Linked DNA regions of Zeugodacus cucurbitae: region 1 is linked to region 2. The links are chromatin contacts, called in public Hi-C maps. All regions are on one chromosome and are shown on one strand. Each heading gives the region's core, a stretch centred on a gene start, on an enhancer-like site or on the middle of the called end of the contact. The rest is flanking DNA. Distances are from core to core; before and after follow the strand shown.

What was found. A called contact is a pair of places that touch in the nucleus more often than the background predicts.
Region 1: a Hi-C map of whole body shows a contact between it and region 2, with 10 times the contacts expected there. The contact joins the promoter of LOC105216567 here to the promoter of LOC105216547 in region 2. A contact is called at or near these places in 2 of 2 Hi-C or Micro-C datasets (both in whole body).

Annotation. Positions count from the first base shown.
Region 1 is chr3:13,381,865-13,387,518 of idZeuCucr1.2, forward strand. It overlaps LOC105216567 (zinc finger protein 260), which reads right to left and starts at 2,366. Exons shown (of 2, transcript XM_029043091.2): 1 at 1,970-2,366; 2 at 1-1,461. The coding sequence starts at 2,072.
Region 2 is chr3:13,149,252-13,154,565 of idZeuCucr1.2, forward strand. It overlaps LOC105216547 (protein escargot), which reads left to right and starts at 2,051. Exons shown (of 1, transcript XM_011191093.3): 1 at 2,051-4,903. The coding sequence starts at 2,464. The coding sequence ends at 4,071.

The DNA.
Region 1 (5,654 bases), core at 1,116-3,615, 230 kb after region 2:
GCGTTTGCATGTGTGCGCGCAAATTCGAGCGATCGGCAAAGGCGCGATTGCAGTGCTGGCAGCTAAAGGGCTTTTCGCCGGTATGGGTGCGTATGTGGCCCTGCAGCAGCCACGGGCGTGAGAAGGCTTTGCCGCAGATGGGGCATTTGCAGGGTAGCGTGTGTGTGCGTATGTGCATTTTGAGTGCGCCCAGTGAGACGTAGGTCTTGTCGCAATTCTTGCAATTGAAAACCTTCTTCACCTGATTGCCCTCGGCGGCGGGACAATGAAATTGCTGATGCTTGCTCAGGCCCGAGTATGTGGAGTATGATTTGCCGCAATCCTTGCAGTGATAGCGCGGCACACCGACAGGCTTTTGCGCAGACTGCGCAGACGCCACGCTGGAGGAGTGTATTAGTGCCGCTGCCTTATCGCTGGAGAATTCACCAGCGGCTTCGAGCGCGCCTGGCGCTTCGGCGCTATTCACGCTGCGTATGATCTTGTATTCGGTGCTCTCGAACGCGTGTGTTTGCTGATGTTTCACCAGGCCGGCGTAGGTGGAGTAGCATTTGTTGCATTGCTGGCACTGATAGTAGAGATCGTTGTTGGTCTTGATCTTCAGCGTGTTTGCGTTTGGTGAGTCCGCGGTGCGGCGCTCTTCATGCTGCACAATATTGTTGTTGTTGTTATTATTATTCCCGATTTGCTGCATGCTCAGCAACGCACGCGCAACATTATGCAGATTGATATTCTCACCAAGCACTCGTCGCGCTGGCATATCAGTCTTCACGCTCAAATCCTGTGGCTCAAAATCGCGGCGCTCGGTTTGATAGTAGAAGTTCTCCGCTTGTGGCATGGTCTGTGGCACTGCTGTCAAATGCTGTTGCTGCTGTTGTGGTGGCAACTGCTCTGCTTGCATGCCATAAGCTGGCGTTTGCACGCAGTCTTCATACTCAGCAATGCTTTTCAGCAAATTGTTATTGTAGTTTCTTAGTTCCGCTGCGGGCACATAATTTTCAACTTCAATTATCTCCTGCTTGATTTCAAGCGCCGCAAATTCCGGCTCCGCTGTTGTTGGTGGCGGCGTTATGCCATCATACTGCGGTTGTCGCTGTGCCTCTGGTCTGGGCTCTGTTTCCTCTTTACCGCAAACTTCGTCCTCTGGCGGCAGCGGAAAATCGCCGTAACCCAAGCGCGCTAAACTGCGTGCGATTTCCTCACGCGTAAACACATCGGGAAAGGCACGCGCAATCTCTCGCGTCTCCTCCCAGATGCGTCGCGCCAGCTCCTCTTTATTCTGTGTAAAAACACCGACAGATTTCTCTGATGGTGGCGGTGTTGGTGTATGCTGTTCTGCATTGTCCTGCGTAAATTGATAGGTCTCAGCGTAGGTGGTGGGCGCTGGCGCTGGTGGTGGCGACGAAGTTGGTTTGTACGCGGGCGCTACGCCAGCGGCGAGACTGAGATCAACAGGGCCTTCATCTGGAAAATGAAAAAAAGTATTTTGTTATATTTTTTAGTATGATGAAATTTGTATTGAAATTAATGTTTGATTAATCGTTATTGTAGTCGTAAAACTGGAACCGAATTTAGTTTAATTAAATACTTTAACTCCTAAACAAGTTAAGCCATATTTAATAATCCAATTCTTTCTACCACACCATAAAAATGCCGAATCTGTATGGCGATGATTAATCGGATTAATTATTAGTCGATTAATGTTCAATTTAAATCGAATTTTGAGACTTTATAATAATTAATTAATCATAATAGTTTAAAATTAATAAATTTTCGTTGAGCTTTGAGAATTCGAAAATTTTTTTGTCGTATTCTGATTCCTTATTCAAAAAAAAATATTAGTTGCTCTTTTGAACTTTTCAATTTATGTTACTACCCTGGGTCAAAATCACAGAAGTTGAAACTTCAGAGTCCTAGTCTTCTTGATTTTGTTTTAGGATATATAGTGAACCTATATTCGAAAGCTCCTCACCTTGATCTAAGCAATCCATGCGTTCTGGTTGCTGCTCCTCCTGCTCCAACAGCATTATTGGACGCTTCTTGAGCGGACATTTGCTATAGTTGACTTTATCCATGGCAACTGTTGTAAAGGCACAAATCACAGAACACTTTTCTACACCAGGAACTTGGCATAAATATTTTTCTTTGCGTTTTTAATAAATTTTTTTTCCAATATTTTGCGCTTATATGAATTTCACAAGCATCTGAAACATCACTCAACACAACTTTTCACCGAACACTTTCAATTCGTATATAGTTTTATAAATATTTTTTTTTTGGAAATAATCACTAATTTGTACTCTGTACCATCCGCACGACACGTCGCACGTTTCACGTCTGCAGTTTCGTTTACGAATGATGCAATACAACACGATCAGTTTAAGTTTTATACCAAGTCAATGCCAGCCGCTTGGAAATATTTTGAAATAACCAACCCCCTGGGTAATGGCAAACAATCTGGTGCGGTATGATCGCCACCACCAGCAAATTCACCCCTCTCGACATAGCACGTACTATTAGGATACAGGCTGCATATGTAGCATGCTACCTACTTCCGATCGTCCGTTGATCCCCATTCAACTGTCGAGGCAGCGAAGGGGAAGCGGAATCTTTTCAATATTCTAAAATCAACCACTAACTCAGCTCAACAACAAGATCATTATGATTGTAGGCTACAATTGAGCCGAGATATGTGTTAATGATCATCAACGTGCATGATCGCCAGCCGATTTGAGTCAGCCTGTTCCGCACACACACTATCAACGGCAACAACCACCATCACCATTAACAATAACGTACAGCATCCACCATCAAGGTAGCGTTGCCGAACAGATGTGCGACTTGGCATGCGTGAGTGGATGCAGAATTTACAGCACGTGCCACATGCGCCACCACGCCATGCCATGCCACATTGATTATAAATACACATACTAACTATTGGTACATTTCGAGGCACATTCGCACAGACAGACAGATAGGCAGATGCATATGCAGACTACATTAAGTAGGTAGGCTGGCTGCGGCTGAGGCTGTGGAGCGCAAAACATAAGTCGTTAAGCAAACTTAATAGCGATCGTTGTTCGCTATAAGATCGTGCAGCGATCGCTCATACAACAACGACTGCGTCCAATGATTGTCGTTGCTTCAGGAAAATAGCGCCACTAGCCGCTAGTAGCGTTGCTTTCTGTCACTTTAGTTGCTGTGATTTCTTATTGTCATTATTGTTTTCTCCAAAAGCACTCACGCAGCACGATCACCGATCGTTCGCGCTTTGTATAGAGCTACGCTTTGGTCGGTGTACGCGTCGTGAGCAGCTGCGTGGAAGTGTTTCCATTTGAAAAGAAGCTCTCATTCACTTGAGCTTGTTGCTGTATTTACATTTTAGCGCTCACACTCGCATTTATTGCTCACTTATGGGTGGAGTTGGCGCTCTTCGTTGCTTATATACTTTACCCACACCCTTCGTTGTTTTTGTGAGCTTTGCGCTCAACACCTGGCTTGTGTGGCGCTCGCACAGCGTTCTTTGAAGCGTACAGGTGAGTGCTTAGCTTGCGCTGCCAAGCTTAGTGACTCTCTGTTGTTTCTAGGAAGTAAAGCGAAGAGCTCATTTTGTATTTGTTTCTTTATATGCTAGAGCTATGCATATGCTCCATTCCGTCGCTGGCACTCTTCATTGGGGCAAATTTGTTTGTTGGCGCTCTTTAGTAAATGTTTGATCGTTTCATTTTCATTGTACCTCTGCTCCACTGGAAAGTTACAGTTAGTCAAGAGCACTATTGGAACGTTTGACTATAACTCAGTGGGTGAAAGAGAGCTTTATATGCTTGTGCGCAGACTCAGATACTTTTAGATACAAATGTGTAATGTTATATAGGAGAGAGATATATAGGTTTATAAATATTATAGCTGAGATCAAATATTTTTTTGTTATTTTATTGCTTTTATTAGTTTTCACTTCACCTTTGAGATGCTTGATATTATTTTTAAATTTTTCCAAATACTTGACGAAATTTCGGGATTTGAAATGTTAAAAAATATTAAATTCTAGAGCATCATCTAAAAATTCATCAAGTTTTTATATGACCATAAGTAATTTGGGGACTAGGAGGAGAAGAACAACTTATTTCGTACTTCGGTTGAACCGTGATGAAATATTTTTTTATACAGTTAAGGGTTTATTATTTATGGGGGCTAACTTTATAGGTATTTGCGATGAACTTCTTCACTGATATATATATGGTTTAGCCTTGATTGAATTCATAATTTTTCCCACGTTTTACTACATATTGTTAAACCTATGATTAATCAATGTTCTCTACATTTCAAAAATTTGTAAGAGAGTTTTATAGATTTAACTTCAGGGTCGAAACTCTAACTCCATAATACTTTGAAGTCTGATCTTATATTAATAAGATATAAGAAATTTTTAATTTATGGTTTCTAAAACATAATGATTTCTAAAATCTTACCAAGAAGACTTTGCGAATACAAACAATTTGGTTAGAAATTACATAAAAAGCCTTCAGTATGGTCTCCGACCTCAATCTATCAACAAACTATATAATTTTATAATTAAGAAGAATCAAAATGGGAAAACCAACATCAGCTGCTATCCAGACTTTTTTGAAACAGTGCCTATTTCGGTCAGCATGAAGTAAAATAGTAACAATGTAGCCATTTACAGAAGATATATCGCAGGAAATTGTAGAATATGGATTTCAAACTTTGATCTGTTCAACCTATTCGTAGAATTATAAATATTTCTATTCATACAATATCTTGGAAGTTTCGAAATTCGAAGATCAACGATGAGGGAATGGATTATTTCTTTAAGGGGCTATACTAGTGTCACCCATGAAAAATTAGGCGATTTTTGTGAATTTTTTTTTTTAAGAAAGTACTCGATCGAATGTTTCGAAGTTTTTTGGACATATTAAAGTATATTTTCTGCTATATTTTAAGATTTTTTATTTACAAAAATATTGAAAAATAACGGAGTTATGTGCTATTTTGGGAGGTACCAAAAAAAAAAGTTCTCCAACTGCTGACATGATTCCGGCCGAATGAGTAGCTGAAACAAAAAAATTCCAAAAGGTTATTAAAATTGAAGATATTTCATATACAATGACCTACGATTTTTGAAAATTATCAGAAATTAACAAAATGTCGATCGGTCAGTTTCTCGTTGAGTTATGATATCTGCAGTTTTGAGAAAAACGCATTTAAATTTTCGACTATGGCGGCTTATGTCTTCGAGCGGTCGCTCTTTAGAACGTTGTCATTCAAAAACTATTCAATATACAACCTTACCGTTTTCACAGGATATTTTTGAAAGTATCAACTATCAAATAAGCAAAAAAAAAAATGATTTTTTGAAAATGTCACACTGGGATAGCCCCTTAAACGTTACCATCCAGAAATTCAAAACATTAGAATACGAATACAGATCTTACAAAAAGTGAACCTTACAACTTTCAGATCTTATATAACGGTATATGCATGGAATTAATTTGTGTTTATTAAAACAGTACAGAGTTAGATCTGTTCACTGTATGAGATATTTCGAAGATACAATTCGAAATTCGAATATTTTAGCTAGCATTAAATATTAGTGTTTTATGGGTTTTCAATTAGATATAGATTCAATTTGTATTAAA
Region 2 (5,314 bases), core at 801-3,300:
TATTAAGTTTAATTAATGAATTAAACATTTTATTGAAATAATAGGAAGGACAAACATTAAATTTTTTTTGTACCAAAATCAATTTATAAATCTCTTTAACGAAAGGAATATTTTTAGTAAGGAAGTACAACAAAGAGATAGATTAGTATACTATTTTTTCCAGGATAGTACTATAAACAGCTATCGAGTTTGTTGAAGTTCTTTCTGTACCGCTATAACGGAAACACCTACATGAATACAAAGAAAGGAAAATATGGGCATAGCATGGCAGAACGCGTTTCTGAATAGCAAAAATCTTTATAAAATATTCTCCGAAGTAGTTTTGTATTTTATTACAAAATTATATTCCTACTTAAATTTATAGAAAGAGCTGAATTTTTTTTTAATGAACCAAATGTGTATAAATACAAAATATTAAATAAAAATGGTAATACAAATTAAACACAATTGAAAAACATATATAGTAGATTTTCTTTTACCACACTGGAAAAAGTGATTACAAATGACAATGAAAAAAAAAATATTTTAATAAAAATTTGTAGGTTGTTACTAAAGAAAGTATCTTTGGAATAGTGATAATTTATTTGATCCGTAGGGGAAAAAAATAAGTAGTGCACTTTCCAACTCGAAAATTCACAATATTTTTTTTTACTCGAAAGATTTTCCAAACTATATTAGCAACTCAATACTCCTAAGCGGACTTTGATGTAAAATAATTCAGAATTTCAAGGTATAAAAAAATATTTAAGAATGTTTTTTTTTTGTTTCAAAATTATATTTTAAAATTTTTATTAATTTTTTCATCTTTTTTTAATATTAAAATAATAAAAAAAATCAAAAATGATTTTAACGCATTACAGAAAAATTCGAAATTACGAACGCCAGCAACAACTAACAACCAGCGAGCGAATGCCGCACCGCATTGAGCAACACCTGCCTGCCGCCGCTATGCGCAGTTATTTTTAGACTGCTCCAACAAGCAATTCTACACCAGTGCCCAGGTGCCTATGAGCACCGGCAGCCAGCCAGCCAGCTGAATGAGTCGCATGCGCGAGTTGCTTGTTCCCTCTACACACCTATATGAATACAAATGTGGAAGTCGCTCACCACAGATCCTTGCAGCACCGAATGTCACAAAAAAAAGAGCACCTACGAGAGGCGCTCGTGCGCGGCCAAAACAAAAACAAAACGCTAGATATAAAATATATGTAAATTAATGCTTGCCATAAGTTAGTTAAACGTTAATGAGGGTTGGCTATGCTGGAAGAGCACGGAGGCAATGTAGCATACAACTCATTAAGTGCTGAGCGAGCATAAGTTGGCTTTGCCGGTGTGTGTACTACAATTTTAAGAGCGTTTACTGACTGAGAAGAGTCAAGAGTTGTTTATATATGGATGCAACAACAATTTCATATTAATTTTAATGTATTGTCTAACAATCTGATTGGCGCAACCAACAACTCACACGCGCTTCTACTATATACTTAATGCAGCGCGCACATGTTGTTGTATTAGTAAGTGGTTTTGTTGTCTGTTGTCTGACCATCCGGCGGCACGCGGCTCGAGTCAGAGCCACCCAAGCCAGACGTGCATGTAAACACAGCCAATGCTTCAATAGCAATTTGTTGAAAACAGGTTTTGCACATAACGGCTTTAGAAGCGGCGACGATTGGTGGTTGCGCGACTACTTAGTGAATTGTTGTTGCTGCCGGCTGTGACTGCTACAATAGTTGTTGGTGTGTACTCTTGTGTGCGCTGTGAGTTTAGAGTTGTTGTCCGGTGGTGTGGAAATATTACGGAGAGCCATTTACCTTACAACAGTTACTAATCTCTAGTTAGATGTGCGCTCATCATTGTCGGCCGGCATATGCGCTCTGTTCAATCCGCAGTGAGTGAGAGCGCGCGCTGAAGTCCATTCTGTGCGCGTTGTTTGAGCGCCCAAAACCGAGCTCGAAAAGTCGAGAGCGCCTGCAGCCACCACTATTGGACGGCGCTAGTTGGGATGAGAGTGGATTGAGCGTGCAGCGTATAAAAGCGAGGATATACGACGGCTCAGCACAGTTCTTCGTTGCTGCTGCTAGTGTCTGTTTGTGTTCCACTGAACGCTTAGCATACCACGTTTTTGGTACTTAATTGGAAAAAGCAAAAAAAAAAAAAAACAAGAAAGAAGCAAAGAAAAAAGAATTCAAACCGTGATCAGTCGGCGTTCGGTAAACGATCGCATACACGTATATATTGAGCGCTAGTTGAAACTGCGCACAGTTTTGAAGTGAAGACGCGTTAGCGCGCTTAAGTGTTTGAAAGCAAATAAAAACAAAAATTTCCTCAGGAAATGTGAACATTTAATTTGAAAAGCCAAAAAAAAAAAACAGAAACTCAAAATATAACAAAAATTAATAGACACTGTGAAGTGCAAAACTAAAAGTGAAGTTACAAAAATAAAAATACAATAAAGTCTACAAAATGCATACAGTCGAAGATATGTTGGGCGAGAAAAACTACAGTAAATGTCCTTTGAAGAAACGTCCCATCAACTATCAGTTCGAGGAGGACAACTCAACAGATCTTGTGGATGCAAAAATGTCTGCGGCCACACTCAACGGCGCAGACGATCACACAGATCAACCCGAAAATTTGAGTCTCAAGAAACGCGCCTACGACGCAGATGAGTTTGTGTCCAACAGCGCGTCCACAGCTCACGACGAGCTCATTAATGTCAGTGATAGCTGTGAGGATGAGGGCGTCGACGTCGATCACACCGATGACGATGCGTCCATGGATATGTTGGATGAAGATGATGAGGAGGAAATCATCGATTGTGTTGAAATTGAAGAACAAACCGATGCCTCCACAAATACCACACAAGCTGCTGCTTTGGCAGCCGCTGCTGCTGTAGCTGCTGCCGCTGTTGTAGTGCCTAAGCCCACGTATGCTAAATATGGTCTTCAGCCATGGAATTTCCATATGTCTCCATACACCGCTGAATTCTACCGCACAATCAATCACCCACATTTGGCGCAACAGATCTCACCGCTACGTGGGGATCTGCTCTCGCCCAGTTCGCCATCCGCCGATTCACTGGGTTCACTGTCGCCACCACCACATTACCTGCATGGACGCGCCAACTCCGTTTCGCCACCAGTGCGCTCCGAAATCATACATCGGCCGATTGGTGTGCGCCAGCTGCCACAATCACCCTCACAGCATACGCACCGCTTCATGCCCTACCCGCTGCCAGCTGCCTACCACGCGCCACACACACCACACCAAACACCCGCCTACACAGCCGCGCTTAGCTACCACCATCATCCACATGCGCCCATATCGCCTACATACTCCGAATCCTCGTACTACTCCATGCGCTCCATGACACCTGAGCCACACTGCCCCTCACTGCCTGAGGATTTGTCGCTGAAGCACAGCGCGCTGCAAAAGACGCCACAAAAGTTGAGTGGCGAAAAACGCGACTTGTGCGCCAGCCAAAGCAGCTCCGCACCCAGCACGCCCACTACAAAGAAGGATAAGTCGACGCCGCCGCGCTACCAATGCCCCGACTGTCAGAAATCCTACTCCACGTTCTCGGGCCTCACGAAACATCAGCAATTCCATTGTCCCGCTGCCGAAGGTAATCAGGTGAAGAAATCGTTTAGCTGCAAGGATTGCGACAAGACTTACGTCTCGTTGGGTGCGCTCAAAATGCATATACGCACTCACACACTTCCCTGCAAGTGCAACATTTGCGGTAAGGCTTTCTCACGTCCCTGGCTGCTGCAGGGTCATATACGCACACACACCGGTGAGAAGCCCTTCAGCTGCCAGCATTGTCATCGCGCCTTTGCCGATCGCTCGAATCTGCGCGCTCATCTGCAGACGCACTCCGACATCAAGAAGTACTCCTGCGGCAATTGCTCGAAGACCTTCTCGCGCATGTCGCTGCTGACGAAACATTCCGAGGGCGGCTGCCCCGGCGCCAACAGCGGTAGCGGCAGCAGTTGTGCCAGCGCTGTGACGAGCGACTCGGGCGCGTCTGCGCACGAACTCCACAGCTATCCAGTGTTCGTCGAGCATTAAAGCGCCTGCGTTGTAATGCAGAAAAGCTGCGCGGCCAAGCCGAGTTTGCCATGTACCACCAAAAATTAGTTCCTAGTTCGAAACCCACCAACCGCAACAGCAAACAACAGTGTGAAAATAGCATCCACAGCGCGTCTAGACAATCTTCATTCAAAATGAGTACCTTAAGCGAATATAAGTAACTATATATATAATAGCCCCAGTGTGCGCGTTGTTAGCCCGAAAAGAAAAATTTAGCACAAATATTTAAAAAAACAAACACATATTTCAATACCTCTAGTCAGCTCAAAATATATAGCTAACTTCATTACTACAAAAAAAACAAATTTACTACTAACAGTTAACTATTGTAAACAGGCCTTGCATTTACCACAAACACAATCTCAACTACTATTTTATATACCAATAAGCTCAATTTTAAAAGCTCGAAAATAATTTTTATAAAAAAAAAAAATAATAATTTGTAAATTTTGTAAAAAATATTTTACTTATAAGATAAAACTGTAATTAGTAGTCCTAGTTATTTTCTAGTTTTAGCTTCGAAGAAATGTTAAAAATTTTCTCAAATGGGCAGCATTTTGTAGAAAAGAAGAGTTTATGTAATAAGCATACATATTTTTTATAAATATATTTACAATATAAATTGTATAGCAACTATTTTTGTAAAAACTTTTCAATCATACCTATATACCTACGTAAATATACATAGTAGTTAGCCATTAGTTGCATTTAAGCAATCATTATTTTTATAAGAAAACATATTTTTAGTAACATTTAATTGTGAAAAAATACAAACAAATTATTTATTGAAGAAGGGTTGAAGCGGAATATGCAAATATTTAAAAAAAATACAAATGAAAAATACTTAAAAAAATACGTGAGTTTTTATTCAAACTGTCTTTGGGAAGTTTTTCTTTTTCTGGTTTCCTGGTTTACTTATTATTTTTGGAAAGAATGCAAATCATTATCTAAGAGAAACGATTGATTTTTAGAATTCGTTTTATTTCATTCAGGCGTTGTTTTGTTTTTCAGAAAGACCTAAAATCTCATTAAGGAATGGGACTATCGGTGTCGACTTCATAAAACTAGAAATACGTTTTTCAAGATAAGATTCAATAATACTTTTCACAGATAGTAACGATGTTTAGTTTTTCATCATCACTGTAAAATAAAATTAATCAAAAGTCGTATCTTCATGCTCTAAAAAAGAAAACTTTACATGAAATTATTCATATACCAAAAG